Linked DNA regions of Mus musculus: all the other regions are linked to region 1. The links are chromatin contacts, called in public Hi-C and promoter capture Hi-C maps. All regions are on one chromosome and are shown on one strand. The core of a region is the stretch at or near the end of the contact, and the rest is flanking DNA. Distances in the headings are between cores, read along the strand shown.

Evidence for each region. Promoter capture Hi-C pulls out the DNA fragments that hold promoters and counts their contacts. Hi-C and Micro-C count contacts between places; a contact is called where the count stands out from the background. Capture Hi-C pulls out chosen DNA fragments and counts their contacts.
Region 2: a contact with region 1 is called in a promoter capture Hi-C map of liver, with 2.4 times the contacts expected there. The contact joins the promoter of Zfp316 here to the promoter of Wipi2 in region 1. A contact is called at or near these places in 4 of 39 promoter capture datasets (embryonic stem cells, liver, pre-B cells and 1 more) and 2 of 9 other capture datasets (adipose tissue and liver).
Region 3: a promoter capture Hi-C map of liver shows a contact between it and region 1, with 2.4 times the contacts expected there. The contact joins the promoter of Rbak here to the promoter of Wipi2 in region 1. A contact is called at or near these places in 4 of 39 promoter capture datasets (liver, maxillary cranial neural crest and pre-B cells), 3 of 484 Hi-C or Micro-C datasets (CD4 T cells, CD8 T cells and embryonic stem cells), 2 of 115 datasets of contacts at active chromatin or transcription factors (bone marrow-derived macrophages and large pre-B cells) and 2 of 9 other capture datasets (adipose tissue and liver).
Region 4: a contact with region 1 is called in a Hi-C map of regulatory T cells, with 2.9 times the contacts expected there. The contact joins the promoter of 0610040B10Rik here to the promoter of Wipi2 in region 1. A contact is called at or near these places in 3 of 484 Hi-C or Micro-C datasets (CD4 T cells and regulatory T cells) and 1 of 9 other capture datasets (adipose tissue).
Region 5: a contact with region 1 is called in a Hi-C map of pro-B cells, with 5 times the contacts expected there. The contact joins the promoter of Zfp12 here to the promoter of Wipi2 in region 1. A contact is called at or near these places in 1 of 39 promoter capture datasets (liver), 4 of 484 Hi-C or Micro-C datasets (B cells, CD4 T cells, muscle stem cells and 1 more) and 2 of 9 other capture datasets (adipose tissue and liver).

What each region holds. Positions count from the first base shown.
Region 1 is chr5:142,628,211-142,630,910 of GRCm38.p6, reverse strand. It overlaps Wipi2 (WD repeat domain, phosphoinositide interacting 2), which reads right to left and starts at 1,327. Exons shown (of 12, transcript NM_178398.4): 1 at 1,079-1,327. The coding sequence starts at 1,152.
Region 2 is chr5:143,268,736-143,271,435 of GRCm38.p6, reverse strand. It overlaps Zfp316 (zinc finger protein 316), which reads left to right and starts at 1,414. Exons shown (of 7, transcript NM_017467.3): 1 at 1,414-1,585.
Region 3 is chr5:143,179,385-143,182,084 of GRCm38.p6, reverse strand. It overlaps Rbak (RB-associated KRAB zinc finger), which reads left to right and starts at 1,310. Exons shown (of 5, transcript NM_001045482.2): 1 at 1,310-1,536; 2 at 2,543-2,599. The coding sequence starts at 2,585. Spdye4b (speedy/RINGO cell cycle regulator family, member E4B) reads right to left here and starts at 1,068. Exons shown (of 8, transcript NM_001384193.1): 1 at 447-1,068. The coding sequence starts at 464.
Region 4 is chr5:143,327,957-143,330,656 of GRCm38.p6, reverse strand. It overlaps 0610040B10Rik (RIKEN cDNA 0610040B10 gene), which reads right to left and starts at 1,349. Exons shown (of 2, transcript NR_027874.1): 1 at 1,304-1,349. Zdhhc4 (zinc finger, DHHC domain containing 4) reads left to right here and starts at 1,419. Exons shown (of 8, transcript NM_028379.5): 1 at 1,419-1,491; 2 at 2,087-2,266.
Region 5 is chr5:143,233,869-143,236,568 of GRCm38.p6, reverse strand. Zfp12 (zinc finger protein 12) reads right to left here and starts at 1,406. Exons shown (of 5, transcript NM_001289589.1): 1 at 1,190-1,406; 2 at 253-315. The coding sequence starts at 267. It overlaps 4930448H16Rik (RIKEN cDNA 4930448H16 gene), which reads right to left. Exons shown (of 5, transcript NR_040700.1): 5 at 1,821-2,059. It overlaps Gm38735 (a long non-coding RNA gene), which reads left to right and starts at 2,039. Exons shown (of 3, transcript XR_868668.3): 1 at 2,039-2,435.

The DNA of each region.
Region 1 (2,700 bases), core at 78-2,577:
CTTCTGGACTCAGTGTCTTTAGCATTCTGTTCTAATGTAGAAAAGACCCAGTGTGTTACAACGGAAAGAACACCAGGAGAGCAACCTCAGGGGATGAGAACCCAAGCCTGCCCCATCCCACTATTAGCCAACTTTAAGATCCTGACAGACTCTAGCCCTTTCTGAACTTCACAGTCTCATTTGTGGCTGGTCCCAATTTCAGGACAGCACCTCCTTCTTGAGCTCGTCTAAAGGTCCAACTGAGCACCTGTTGCACCTCCCTCCACACAGGTACTTGCCATTCTCCAATCTAACTTTTAAGTGAGGAAAAACAAAAGCCTCAGTCCCTGCCTTGCTAATGCTATTGTGCCAGTAGCGACCAACTACTTAGTGTGATGCCAAGTGACCCATTCCTCCTCCTCTTACATCACTTCCTCTTACTCACTTCCCAAGATGGCTCTTCTCCCTTCCAGTCCCATAACTCATCCATCCTTCATCAGAAACCTCATCTATTACCTACCTTCCAGGTATGCCAACGAGGCAGCCTTGAAGAACCAGATGGGGAACTACAGGAGTTCAGTCCGGTAAAACAGTGGACCGGTACGAAGGTTCTTTTTTACCCCAGGAATAGCCCACCTCACCCCCTTTTGAAGCTCCCAGACCCCTTGAGGATAAAGTCTCAGATCGAAGGCCTGGATTACTACTGCCGTTTGGTCCTTTTTTGGAGGAGACCAAAGTTACTTGCCAGAAAGGTCGGCAGAGAAGAAATAAGCAAACAGAAAAAGAAAAGCCATGAAAAGCGACAGAAGCAGTGAGGATACAGATGTATAGAAAGGGGGAGGCGGGCGATGCCCAGGATGGCCGCAAAACCGAGTCCGGGTGACAGGCGCAAACCGGCGTGCACAGTTCCTTCCTAACTTTGCGAAAGGCCAGGTCTCAGGACAGGTGGATGGGGGCACCCCGAGTTCCATCACCTCCCCCGGCCCAGGAGGCAGCAGCGCTCGAGCGGCCGCGCGGGCTCAGCACGCCCCCCGCCCATACCCCTCAACCTGACCAGCCCTGGTCTCTGCCCCGGCCCCGCGTCCGCGCCCGGCCTTACGTGTTATCCTGGTTGAAGTTGGCGAACAGCAGCTGGCCGGCGCCGGCCTCTCCGCTCTGGCTCGCCAGGTTCATGGCTGCGAGCGCGCGACGGCCTCGGACCCCCCTTGGCGGGAGCGCGCGCAGCTCGACTCGGGCGGCCCGCGGGAGCACGCTACACTCAGGATCGACGTCCGGTCCGGCAGGTCGCCCCGCTCGCCGCCTCTCGCTGCGCGGGGACCAACTGCCGCCTCATCCCGTCCCCACTCTTGTTTATGCTCCAGAGCCGGGACGGGCTGCGCGCTTGCGCGGTCCCGCCCACCCTCGCGTCGCACGGCGGCGTTCCGCGCAGGCCCGCTGCGTAGGCCCCGCCTCTTCGCCGCAGGCATCCGCGGGTGTTTCCGGTCGACTGCGCATGCATAAAGGTGCGCTGGTGGGTGCGCCTGCGCGTGGCGGAGAGTGGGCGGGGGCTTGCTGTCTGAGAACGGCGAGTTACCTCGTTGGTCCTGAGTCGTTGATCATTGTTCTAGGAACTTTGGCGCACCGCGTTGCTCGAAGAGAATGTCGCACGTCCGTTTTGCAGATTTGAAAAGCGAGGCGCAGAACTGCAAACGATTTGCCAAATGTTGGGTCTGAGACTGGAAAGGCGCGTGCGGTCACGGTCCTTGGGACAGGATTCTACTTTAAATGTATTGGTCCGTGCAACAGTCTATGGGAAGCACCTTTCTCTCCTTCCCGCTGCTTCCCTTCTTTCCTTTCTCTTCTTCCCTTCAAGGAGATAGAAATGTTCTGGTGGCGAAGGTCCTGGAGAAGAGAGAGACTTGTTCTGTGCTGTTAGAACTGAACCTCTAGGCAAGAGGCTGGTAGTTCCCAAGAGCAGTGTGCTGTCCTTGAGGACAGTTAAGCGGGGAGCAAAGTCGAACTTTGTTAGTACAGCCAGAGGGGCAAAGATGGCAAAGTTGTTGAGGAAAAGATGGCGCACACTTTCCCACCCTTCCTGTTTCGTGTTTTTGTTTTGTTTGTTGTCTTTGGATCGGGGCTCATCTATCTTAGGCTAGCTTTGGACTCTGTAGCTGAGGTTGACCTTGAATTCCCGGTCTTCCTGCCTTTACCTCTTAAAAGATTATGGAGCTGCACCACCACGCTTGTTTAAAGTAGCCTTTAAAATGGTTTGCTTTAGCCTTTGGAGACCTTGGCTCTTCTGGAACTCACCATCTTAATCTTCAATGCATAGAAATATACTGCCCTCGGCCATCTGCCCTCCGTCCTCTGCCCTCTGGTGCTGGAATTAAATGTGCTACGATTCCCAGCTTTTCTTTTTTTTTTTTTTAATGAATTCTTTAAGAATTTCATGCAAAGCATTTTGATCATATTCAACCTCACCACCACCCAGATCCACTCTTCTTCCCTACCCACCCAACTTTATGTCTTTTTTTTTTTCAGTCTTTCTTTTTTAAACCCACCAATTCCATTTTGTGTTGCCTATATAGTTTTGGATATGGTCTTCCACTGGAAGACCTATCGGAGATCATACATACCCTTGAAGGAAATTGATTCCCCGTTCCCAGCAGCTACCAGTTAACAACAGCTTAGCTAGGTGTGAGGCTTCATGCCCATCTCTCTTATACATACATCTTGCCTGGC
Region 2 (2,700 bases), core at 165-2,664, 640 kb before region 1:
TGCATGCATGGAACATGGCAGGAACACGTGCATTCATGGAACATGGCAGGAACACATGCATGCATGGAACATGGCAGGAACACATGCATGCATGGAACAGGGCAGGAACACGTGCATGCGTGGAACATGGCAGGAATGCATGTATGCATGGAACATGGCAGGAACACGCACATGCATGGAACATGGCAGGTACACACATTCATCACCTCCTTCGGGTTTCCCAGAGGGAAAGGTTGGCTCCCCTTCCCTTCCCTGGGTTTCTAGCCTGCCAGGGATCCTGCAGAGAGGCAGGTGATTTGGTAGGTAACCCATCTGTGTGAAAACCCAGGGTGCGTAAGAATGTCATCACGGAGATAGCTCATGTGCACACATGTGAACACACATCCTAGTAAAACCGAGAGACAAGCAGCTTCCTTCTATGTGTGCCTAAATGTGTGTAGGCAGGAAAGAAGAGTGTTTCTGGTCCCTAGAGAACCCACAGTTAGGGGTTAGGGCTCGCCTAAGATGAGAAAGGCTATGACTCCTAAAGCATCCAGTCTACATGGTCTACCAAGAAAAGCACAAGAGTGTCACAAAGACTTTTCAATATAAGGGAGGGGAGGCCAAGGAAGAGGGGAGAGAGGGCAGAGGCTAGAACTCTGGTCTCCCCAGGGTCATGTCCAGGGTTGGTCTCTATAGGTACCTAGGGCATTTACTCCAGGCATAGGTGGCCAGCAGGCTTGGGGTCCAGGGACTTCATAATATGGATGGCTCTTTGGAGCTACAGAGCACTGCCCTGAGTAGTCGTGAATATATCAATGGACTGTCAAGGTTCGACCTGTCTAAAGCCATGCAAGGCTATTTCCCAATATTCTTGCCAGGCCTGGGGATGACAGATTAGGGAGTTGAAGAACATAAATCCAGTCTGGCCTCAATCTCCAGTCTTTCATGCATTTGACTGTTATAGTCCACAGTACCCCCCTCACGCCTTGAATAGGCTGCCCCTCTGTCTGCCACACCCTGCACACACAAGTAAAGCCAGAATGGATCAATCTCCCAGCCACACCCTTGCCCATGTCAGGGTCAGACAAGCGCTGCCTGAATACCCATTGGGGGTCACTACCCTTCTCCACCATCAGGAGATCCAGGGAGGGTCCGGTGGACAGGAGGACGGGCTCCCGACACGTCCTGGCACGGGCAAAGGTAGACTTAGGCTGTCGTCTGGCGAGAAGAGATGCTCGCTGGGGCTGGACGTCGTGGGCAGGGGTCCCTTGAAACATAGAGGAGCAGGTAATAAGCAGGGGGTGCTCATTGTGGGTAGCTATAACCATCCTCCATGCATATGGGGGTGCGACGCAGCAGCACCCTGTCTACATCCAGAGCTCCGGGACGCCCCATGACCGGAAGTGCCCCCCTCGTGGGCGCGGACAAGGCGGGGCCGGCGGGCGGCACTTCCGGTGCCCACGCGCCGCCGCCTCCTCCGCCGTCGCGCAGCTCGCGGCCGTCACTTTGTGTAGTGCGGGGGGGAGTCCCCGGTGGTCACAGCCCCCCACCCCCCACGAGTCCGTGTCTCGCTCCGGCTTGGCCGGGCCCGGGCGCGCGCGCGGTGAGTGGGGCGCGCGGATGCGGCAGGTGCGCGCGGGCGGGACGCGCGCGCTGGGGGCGGTGGCGGCGGCAAGGCTGGCCGTCATGGATGCTCGAGAGCTGGAGGCCTCCGGTGTCCGTGGGGAGATCGCGGGACTGCAGGGCCCGTCCTTGGTGGGGTCGGAGTTGCAGCTGCACGAGCTAGATCTTCCAGGCCCCTAGATCCCCCCAATACCGACCTGGGCCTGCGCGGCACGTCAGGGATGGCTTAACACCCTAGAGGGGTACAGACTCCAGCGTGGGAGGGGGCGGGCCGGGGACGTCGTGCACTGCACCTTTGCAGGGTGCTAGCGCCGCCTTCTCCAGCTTAGGGGCGGGAGCTGGGCCGGAGCCGCCCCCGCCCCCTAGAGAGACACCTTCCAAGGAGGGCTGTCATTACTCCCGCCCTAGCGCGAAGTGGAAGCTAGGTACCCTCCCCCCATCCCCCAGAGAGAGGAAGAAAAGGGAAAGACCTTGTCCTGGAGCCCTACAGCCAGCTTTGTGACATTGAGGGGCCGTGGCCTAGCCTGCTTCATCTGTAAATGGAGGCTGGCTGGACTGCTCTCTCTCTCTGCTAAATCTGTTGCCCCCGAGATGGGTGGTGGAACGCGTTGGCAGAATCTAGGGTGCATTATGTGGACACAAGAAGGGAGGGAGGAGGTGCAGGTATCAGCGAGGATCAGCCCACCTGCTCAGCCTGGGTGGGTGGCATTGGCATTTTGTTTTGGTTCTGTCGCTACTGGCTGGGCCAGGGGGCTAGCTGGCCTGGTTGAGGAGCCTGCTCTGGGGGGTCGTGGATGACCTCCAGGGAGCAACCCTGGAGAATAGGGGCTCCGGAAACTGGGCAGATGGTGAGGAGTGTAGTGAACAGGGAAAGACATTCTGGACAAAAAAGGGTCTTAAGTCAGTGGGGCTAGTGAACGGGAATGAAGGTAACTAGCCACAAGTGCGCATGCGCGAGCGTGACCCCACGCAAACATCCTTTACGTGGATCCCCTGGATTTGGGACTTTTCTGGAGTTCCTAACTTTTAACCTTTACGATTGTGTCTCTGCACACTCCTTTCTATGGACAGTGCAGCACCCCGTTCTGAGTGTCT
Region 3 (2,700 bases), core at 61-2,560, 550 kb before region 1:
CTGTAGGCCTGCTGGTCCAGCCAGTAGACCTAGGATGGCCCACACAGGTTGAGCTTCTCCTATCTGTGCAGAGCAGAAGGATCTCAGTCTGTTGACTGGCAACCCTTGTTCCGTATGTGTGTACAAACCGAAATCTTCTCTCAATACAAAAATTATATGAGCTTGAATGTCCTCACTGCAAGCAAGGAATTCCTTTTCTGAAAGGCCTGAGTCCCATCTGTGCAATGTAAACCTGGAGAAAAGAGTGTTCCTATCTCCCTGTCACCTGGGGAGTTTAGCCCAGGCCCCTCATTCAGAGACGTAACCCCTGCTTGCCACGGGGAAGGGAAGCTTTTGGTTTAAGAGATAGGAGCCAGCTCAGGTGGGCACCTCAGTGACCAGGTGAGGTGAGAACCTGGGAGAAGGTGCCCCATGGCAGTGCAGGCCTTCCGAGGAGGAGGGCTCACCCTTTCTCCTGAGACCATGTGTGCCCTGCAGCATCTGAGAGGGATTCGTGATGCTTCTGTCTCCTGCTGGTTGCTCAGCAGTTTATTACCTAGGGTTGGCGCTCCAAGGCGCTTGGTGCTTCTGGGATGAAAACGTTACTCTCTGCATCGGCGCAGAGAACTTTTTCTATTGACAGGCTTTGTTATTAATTTTGACGCCAACGTCTTTATGAAGAACTAGGCCAAGAACGTCGTTGCATTAATTCAATAAGAAATCGAGGAGCCGTTCATCATAATGTAACCATCGTTGAAAACTGTCATTGTCGCCCGGCCCTAAATATCACCTTTCAGAGATCACATTGCAGGTAGGTGTTTTCTTCTTTCTGTGTTCTCTTTCTGGTTCTGTTTTTTAGAGTTTCTGGGCATTAGACGTATGTTCTAGAAACCCACCATTAGTGTTTGTGCCTCCTTCTTTGTAAAGCACAGCTGGTTATTTCTTGTACCTAGTACTTCAAGGAAGTTTGGTTAATCGAGAATGACACTCAGTTTTCTTTCCTTCTAACACAATCTTCCTCTTATTTTAGGAGTCCTGAGCCAGGGACAAGACTTGGGACTTCACGCAGCAGGCCGTTTCTCCAGGCTCAAAGGGAGTGAGGACAAACAAGAAGGTAAGAGCATGGCTGGAGGCAGCCATTGCTCTCAGAGCACCTCCCCCAAACTGCTGGGAGGAGGTAAGTTCTTGCGCGAGGATCCCTAGATGCAGTGGCGCGCGAAGGCGTCTGGGACACAGAGTTTCTGTGCAATTCTTGGGGAGAAAGGAGAGCCTTGGAACTCGGACTTCCGGGAAGATGCTGCACATGCGCGTCGCGGCCTGTGCGCGTGCCCGCGCTTGCGCTGGGCCACTGCGCCGTGGTGACTTCCTGCAGGTCTGGTGTGTCGAGGCTACCTTCCCTCCCGCAGCCTTTGCGTTCGCTAAGCTGGAGTTGCCGAGCCTGCAGGGCCGAGGCCGGAGCTTCCGGGGCGGCAGCGAACAGACTCGGCTGTGCGGGCTAGGGAGGCCTAGCGAGAGCTCGGCGCGGAGGCTGACAGGGGCAGCGGAGACGCCTGCTCGGTGAGGCCCGAGGGCGCAGAGCGATCGGGGCTGCGGGAGGGATGCTGGGCACAGATGGTGCCCAGTCAGTTCACCCGGGCACCCCGCTGTCCCCAGCTTGCGGCGCCTGGGAGGGTCGAGGTGGTCGGGCTGACAGCGGGACAGCTGCATCGCTTTGGGCTGCACGGTCAGTCCCGAGGACAGAGTGCAGGCACTGAAGAACTCAAGGGCTCCAGATTCCCACGGTGTCACTCAGCGTCCATCAGCTCTCTTGCTCTGTCTGTGGTCCCCCCCCCCCCCGAGTCTGCCCTTGAGGCATCGTAATGGTCTAGTGCTCAAAATCTGCTTTTACTTCTTTCTGCTCGTGAAGGAAGACTGAGTCTGCGACAGGTGTGAGACTTAATCAAGGTTGTGTTGAAATGAGTGCCATTGTTTTCTAGTTTCTTCCCTTAGTCCCTTTTTAAGATATGCAGCAGTAACCAAGTTTAGTTGGATAGTTTGAAAACAAACCACGCTTTATCCCTGTTTGTCGGACGTCTATCCATCTGGACCATTTTTCCTTTTTGTGTTTTAGTTTTTTTGAGGCGTGGATTCCTTGTGGCACATATTGTTCTGGTAGTGGGTGATCCTCCCGTCTCCGCCTCCAGAGAGTTGGGATTGCATGTATGTCACCTCATGGAACATGGATCCCAGATATATATATATATAGTGCCCAGAATCCTCATTCACTGTGACATATTTTGCAACAGTTTGAATAGGAAATAAAATAAGTACCCTTGTTTCCCCCACCTTTACACCAAATGCCCGTGGATAAAAAGAAGGCAGCGTAGTGTTCATCATAGAACTGTACCCGCCCCCCCTCGCCTCCCACCCCCCATTCCACCTGTTGGAGTTAGGTTTGTGATTTCCTTCCTATCACCTCTGCAGTGTGTATAAGCTGCGATTTCACTTGGTGGTTCCCAGGCGAGAGACATGTCCCTGTGTAGACCAGTTAATCTCCGATTTCAGCGAGCTTTTCCTCCAGCAGGTCAGTCAGCAGTGTCTACAGTTCCCCCAAGAGGAGCAGAACATGAGCAGATCAAAGGTAAGTTTTTCCCGTTTGTAATTTTTTTTTTTCTGACTCCTTTGTAATGTATTTTGGAAGACTTACTCAAAGGTCTGTTCTTGAATGGTAGTGGAGTGGTC
Region 4 (2,700 bases), core at 100-2,599, 700 kb before region 1:
AGGAGAGGGGAGCTTTGAGGCTAATGCTTAGAGATCAGACATTTTTTTCCTCAAAGGGAACCTGTTTTTCAGAGGCGTCAAGAATAGTTCTCGGAGGACCTGGGGGGCACTCAGACAAAGCAGCACCCCCATCCCCTCCAGGAACCTTCTCAGTGCTATGTTTAGCAGCAGCTCCTCTCAAGCCAAGCCTGCCCATTATCAAAACAGCCTTTTTATCCTCAGGGATAAAACACTAGTCACTGCTCCCCACAGGGAGGACGTTAAAGCTGTGCACAGAGATGGCAGGAGTAGGGGCATGCGGTCAGCAGAACCTGACTCACAGGGGGACATACTGTGACCCCTGCAGTGGAACATGCTGGGACTGTTGGGACAGGGCCCAGTGGTGTGTCTGCCAGGAAGACACAGGTGTCCCTGTCTAGGTACCTGCTGGGTGGTCAAGGGTTACTGCTGAGTTCCCGCCAGGACATGCAAAGGCTCGGCACAGTCCAGCAGTTCTCCTGCACCGACCCAAGACAGCCTTCATATTCTGTCAAAAGTGCTCGAAAATTCCAGTTCCTGTGTTAGGTGTGCCTGCCATCCCAACCAAAGTTAGGCTGAGACAGGAGGTTCAAAAGCCCAAGGCCAGCCTGGTATAATTTGGTGGGACTTTAATTTTGTTTGCTCATTTGTTTTGTTTTGTTTTAGAAAAGGTCTAGCTATGTAGCCCTGCCTGTCCCGGAACTCATGTAAACAAGGCTGACCTCTGACTCAGAGAGACCTGCCTCTGTTTCCTTAGGGCGGTGAATAAAGTCATGGGCCACTATGCCTAGCTGAGATCATATTTTGGAAAGAAATTCTTAAAAAGAAAATAGCTAGGGCTGGAGAGATGGCTCAGCGGTTAAGAGCACTGACTGCTCTTCCAGAGGTCCTGAGTTCAAATCCCCCCAACCATATGGTGGCTCACAACCATCTGTAATGGGATTTGATGCCCTCTTCTGGTGTGTCTGGAGACAGCGACATTGGACTCACATAAAATAAATAAAACAAATCTTTTTTTTTTTTTAAAGAAGAAAAAGAAAATAGCTTTTTAAATCTACGCACATACAAGAAATCAGAATTACACTCAGCGGATCACAACAAGCAAACACACCCACAAGAATCAAATCAAGGCCACGAAAATGGGACGGGGTTGGGAGAACGAAGGACTCGTACATAGGCAGTAAATTGTCAAGTAATAATAAAAGTGCGAAGGAAGAGAGAGCAGAGGACGAGGGAGGGAGAAAGACAAACGTTAAGAGAAAAAGAAAAGAGAAAGAAAACCTACGACGGTACGAAAACACAATCGGCTCGCAGAACCAGAGGCCAAAGACAATAATTTCCGGCCTCCCGCTACTTTTTCCGTCGGAAGTCGCCTCCGTCGCGGGCACTGATGACGCCATGGACGCGCCGGAAGTCTTGGGGAGCGCTCCGCTGGGGTCCGCCGGCAGCGGCGGACGGTTGGCCCGGTTTGGGGTAAGGCGGCTCCGGAAGGCTCTGTGACACCCCGGCTGGGCGGCGGCCGTCGGGACCCCGTGTTTGAGTGAGAGCACAGTCCTCTCCGAGCCCCCTGCATCCCGCTCGCTGTGTCCCCTCCTCTTCCAGTCGTTGTCCGGGCTCCGGACGTAGTTGCCGTCTCCCAGCCTGCTTCCGAGCCTCCCTTGTCTCCTCTGAGCCTGATGCGTCCGGGATCTGGTTGTGGGATGGGCTCCATTCACCACTGCCCTTCCCTGGTTCCCCGCAGCTGCAGATTCTGTGACCTCAAGCATGCAAGGGCCTTGAATAATGTACCCGGAAAGTGTCCAGCAAAGGGAAACGACTGGGGCCCTACCCCATGTGGACAACCTCACCATGCGTCTGGACCCCGGTGTGGGCGCCTCAGTGATAGGCGTAGTGACAGTGACAGTGACAGCTAGAGGGATGATAGACCCCCAAACTAGTGGACTTTGAAGTTTTCTTCCCAGGTCAGCAGCGGTACAGCATCCTCTACTTCTGAATGCCTTTCACAGTGCACTCTGCCATGGAGACTTATTCAGCAGTATGTAAGTGTTGCGTTTGATTGTCTCCGCAGCCGGTTCCAGCCTCCTGGAACAACCATGTCGCCAGTTTTGCGCGTGCCAAATTCACGGCGCTGCCCAAGCGGAGCTGCTATCTGAATTCTCCTTGGATGTGGCAAAGGGAAATGAACGCAAAAGGTGCCGCTGGAAGTGTCCGACCTAGAGAAATATGTAGACCGGAGCCCTGTTACCTTGTGAGAATGGCATTTTTTTGTTTGTTTCCTTTTTGTTAATAGTTTCTGTTTTGATTCTCTGCGTTGGAATTTTGGTCCAGAATCCTGCCTCGTAAAGCCAATGTCAGTGTTCCCAGTTTCTTAACACGGGCTTTTTATATTTCATCATTCTGGTCTGGAGGGTGATGGGTGACATCATGACCACTGACCTGTTAAATATGCCCAAGTTTGGGTGTGGGACCCTGACTACCTCTAGGAGTTGCTCATTCTGATGAGGTCGGCGCAGGTTCTTTTGCAGGACTTTATCAGTATCCATGTGAATATTTAAAGATGTAAAAGGGTGTATTGCTGGGTGTGGTGGTGCACTTCTGGAATCCCAACCCTTTGAAAGCTGAGACAGGAGAATTCTGAGTTCCAAACTAGCCTGGCCTGCATAGTCAGATCCTGTCTCAAAA
Region 5 (2,700 bases), core at 157-2,656, 610 kb before region 1:
CCCGACAGGCACGTCCATAGGCTCATCTCTAAATATAGTCAAGGTGTCAACTACAGCATCCTGAGGACTTGGTAGGGGCTATGCCACCTACAGATATGCACTCAACCAATGCTTACTACTGTCCACTACTGTTTTGTCTGGTTCTTTTATCTCTTTCTGTTTTATCTATTTTCCCCTTTAAAGTCTGATCTCTCCTTTGCCTCTTCGAGTGTAGTAAACCAAACTAGACAACGGAAACAAAGCCAGACTTACTAAGGATGTATTCATCTTCCGCTGCAGTAGGAAAAGTCTGTAGAAGGACTAATGCAGCCGGGTCTGGGGAAGGAAAAACAACGTCATTATGAGTGGGCGTGGAAAGAGGGGAATCCTGCACACAAACCTCCTGGAACATTCCCAGAAGAAAACCGGAGGGATGGTGGTCTCACTGGCTGTCAGAAAGGACTGGAGAATTGCAACTGTGCGTTGGGACTTGGGGGGAATGAATGAGTGCAGCTGACGAGGTGAATTAACAAGAAATGAACAAGAAATGCTAGTTAAATAACTGCCATTTACTAAGGGATACAAAAGAATACTCACAAGCTGCTCTGAAAACAAAAGTTAACCTGGTGGGAACTGTATTTATATACAATTACGTGATACTGTGACCACGACTTTAATATGACAAAAGGAACGCCGTCGGCCCGGGACTTAGCACTCCCACTAACAAACCCTCTGCGTGACCTCGGTTATGTCACCACTATCGCAGACCCACAGTCTTCCCCTATGAACAGACGCAAACACAAACTTTTCCTGAACTAGACCACAGGATGCTGCAGGGAGAGGATCGGGAAAACTAACAGGCACAGCAAGGGTGCCGATGGCGCCCAGTAACATCATGAGACTTAGAAGCCCTGGGAGGCAGGGATGTCAAGTGAGGTAGGAGTTTGGACAGCGCCTCTACAGCTCAGGTCACTGAACTGACCGCTCCTATGCCCACACGCCTCATCCTCGGGCCATCTAGACAGCCCAAAGCCATCAACACGACCACTGCTACCGTCCCGGATCCCGCACGCTGAGGACAGGAGGGGGCCGAGGCATCGCGCAGGCGCTGATCGCTCAGGCCTCGGCAAGCGGTCTCAGGCCCCCCTGCAAGCCATCAGACGGACCCAGCCTCCCTCTCACGGCCGCGATCTGCACCCTCAGGCCTCACCTAGGAGGCCGCGCCGGGCCCGGGTCTCGCTGCCCCCGTCAGCCCGGCCCTCGGCCTCCCCGGCCTGCAAAGCTGCGTTCGCCTGCTGCCGACCCGGACGCACCGGCCTCGGCCCGCAGGCTCGCGACTCCAGCTCGCGCAAGTCAAAGCTGCGAGCGTAGAGACACAGACCGCAGGAAGCCAGGCCAGCGCAGCGGACGTGCGCTTGCGCGAGCATGCACACAAACAGAAGTGCGCACGCGCAGCATGCGTGCCACTGGGCTGGTCCCTGTGGTCTTCCTTTCATCTTTGGGGAGGGGCCGCCCAGAACTCTTAGGCTTCCAGGGATCGTCGCACAAGTCTCCTCCTCGTTTCAGCAGCTTGTGGGTACCGAGCTGAGAGCAACAGTAACCTTCGTGATTTTCCTCACTTTGAACCTCCAGGAATGGCTTGAGGGGTTATATCCATTTACCCAGACCTCTCCCAGCTTGGTGCTTTTAGATAAAAGGCAGATTCTAACAGATGAAAGAGAGAGGAAAAAAAATGTGTCACGCTCTGTTTAACTGAAGTGCTAGAAGTTTCCATCAAACATTTAAGTATAAGAAGTGTCTACCACCTCTTTTAAAAGAAAGAAGACAAAAACAGTGGCTTTGCCAGATCATACAACAAATGCATAAAAGTTCTAAAAGCACCAGAAGGCACACATAGAAAGGGAGAAAAAACGTGTTTGTCAAATGACTTCTCCAACTTGATGTTTGCAGTCCGGCAACAATGCTCAAACGTGGAACCCTATGGTCAGTCAATTCCTCTCAGATTTCACCGGCCCTCCTGAATAATGCAAAAGTGCTCTTGTCCTATCTGCTTCCAAAGTTGATGGAGACACAACAGAAGCTGCAGATGCAAAAAAGGAAGGAAGAGAAAACACAAATGATGGGTTTCTATATCACACATCTAATGCACAGAAACTAAAAAGAGAACCAGAAAGAACTCACAGAAAGAAGGAAAATAGCTCTCTGTTAATTGACCTCTGAAAGGTGACATTTGGGGCCGGGCGACAATGACAGTTTTCAGAGATGGTACAATACAATGAACATTCCATCGACTTCTTACAGAACTAATGCAGCAGTGGTCTTGGTCTAATTCTTCATAAAGACGTTGGCATCAAAACTAATAACAAAGTCTACCAAAACAGAAAGTTCTCTGCACCAATGCAGAGAGTAACGTTTTCTTCCCAGAAGCACCAAGCACCTTGGAGCGCCAACCCTAGGTAATAAACTGCTGAGCAACCAGCAGGAGACAGAAGCATCACGAATCCCTCTCAGATGCTGCAGGGCACACATGGTCTCAGGAGAAAGGGTGAGCCCTCCTCCTCGGAAGGCCTGCACTGCCATGGGGCACCTTCTCCCAGGTTCTCACCTCACCTGGTAACTGAGGTGCCCACCTGAGCTGGCTCCTATCTCTTAAACCAAAAGCTTCCCTTCCCCATGGCAAGCAGGGGTTACGTCTCTGAATGAGGGGCCTGGGCTAAACTC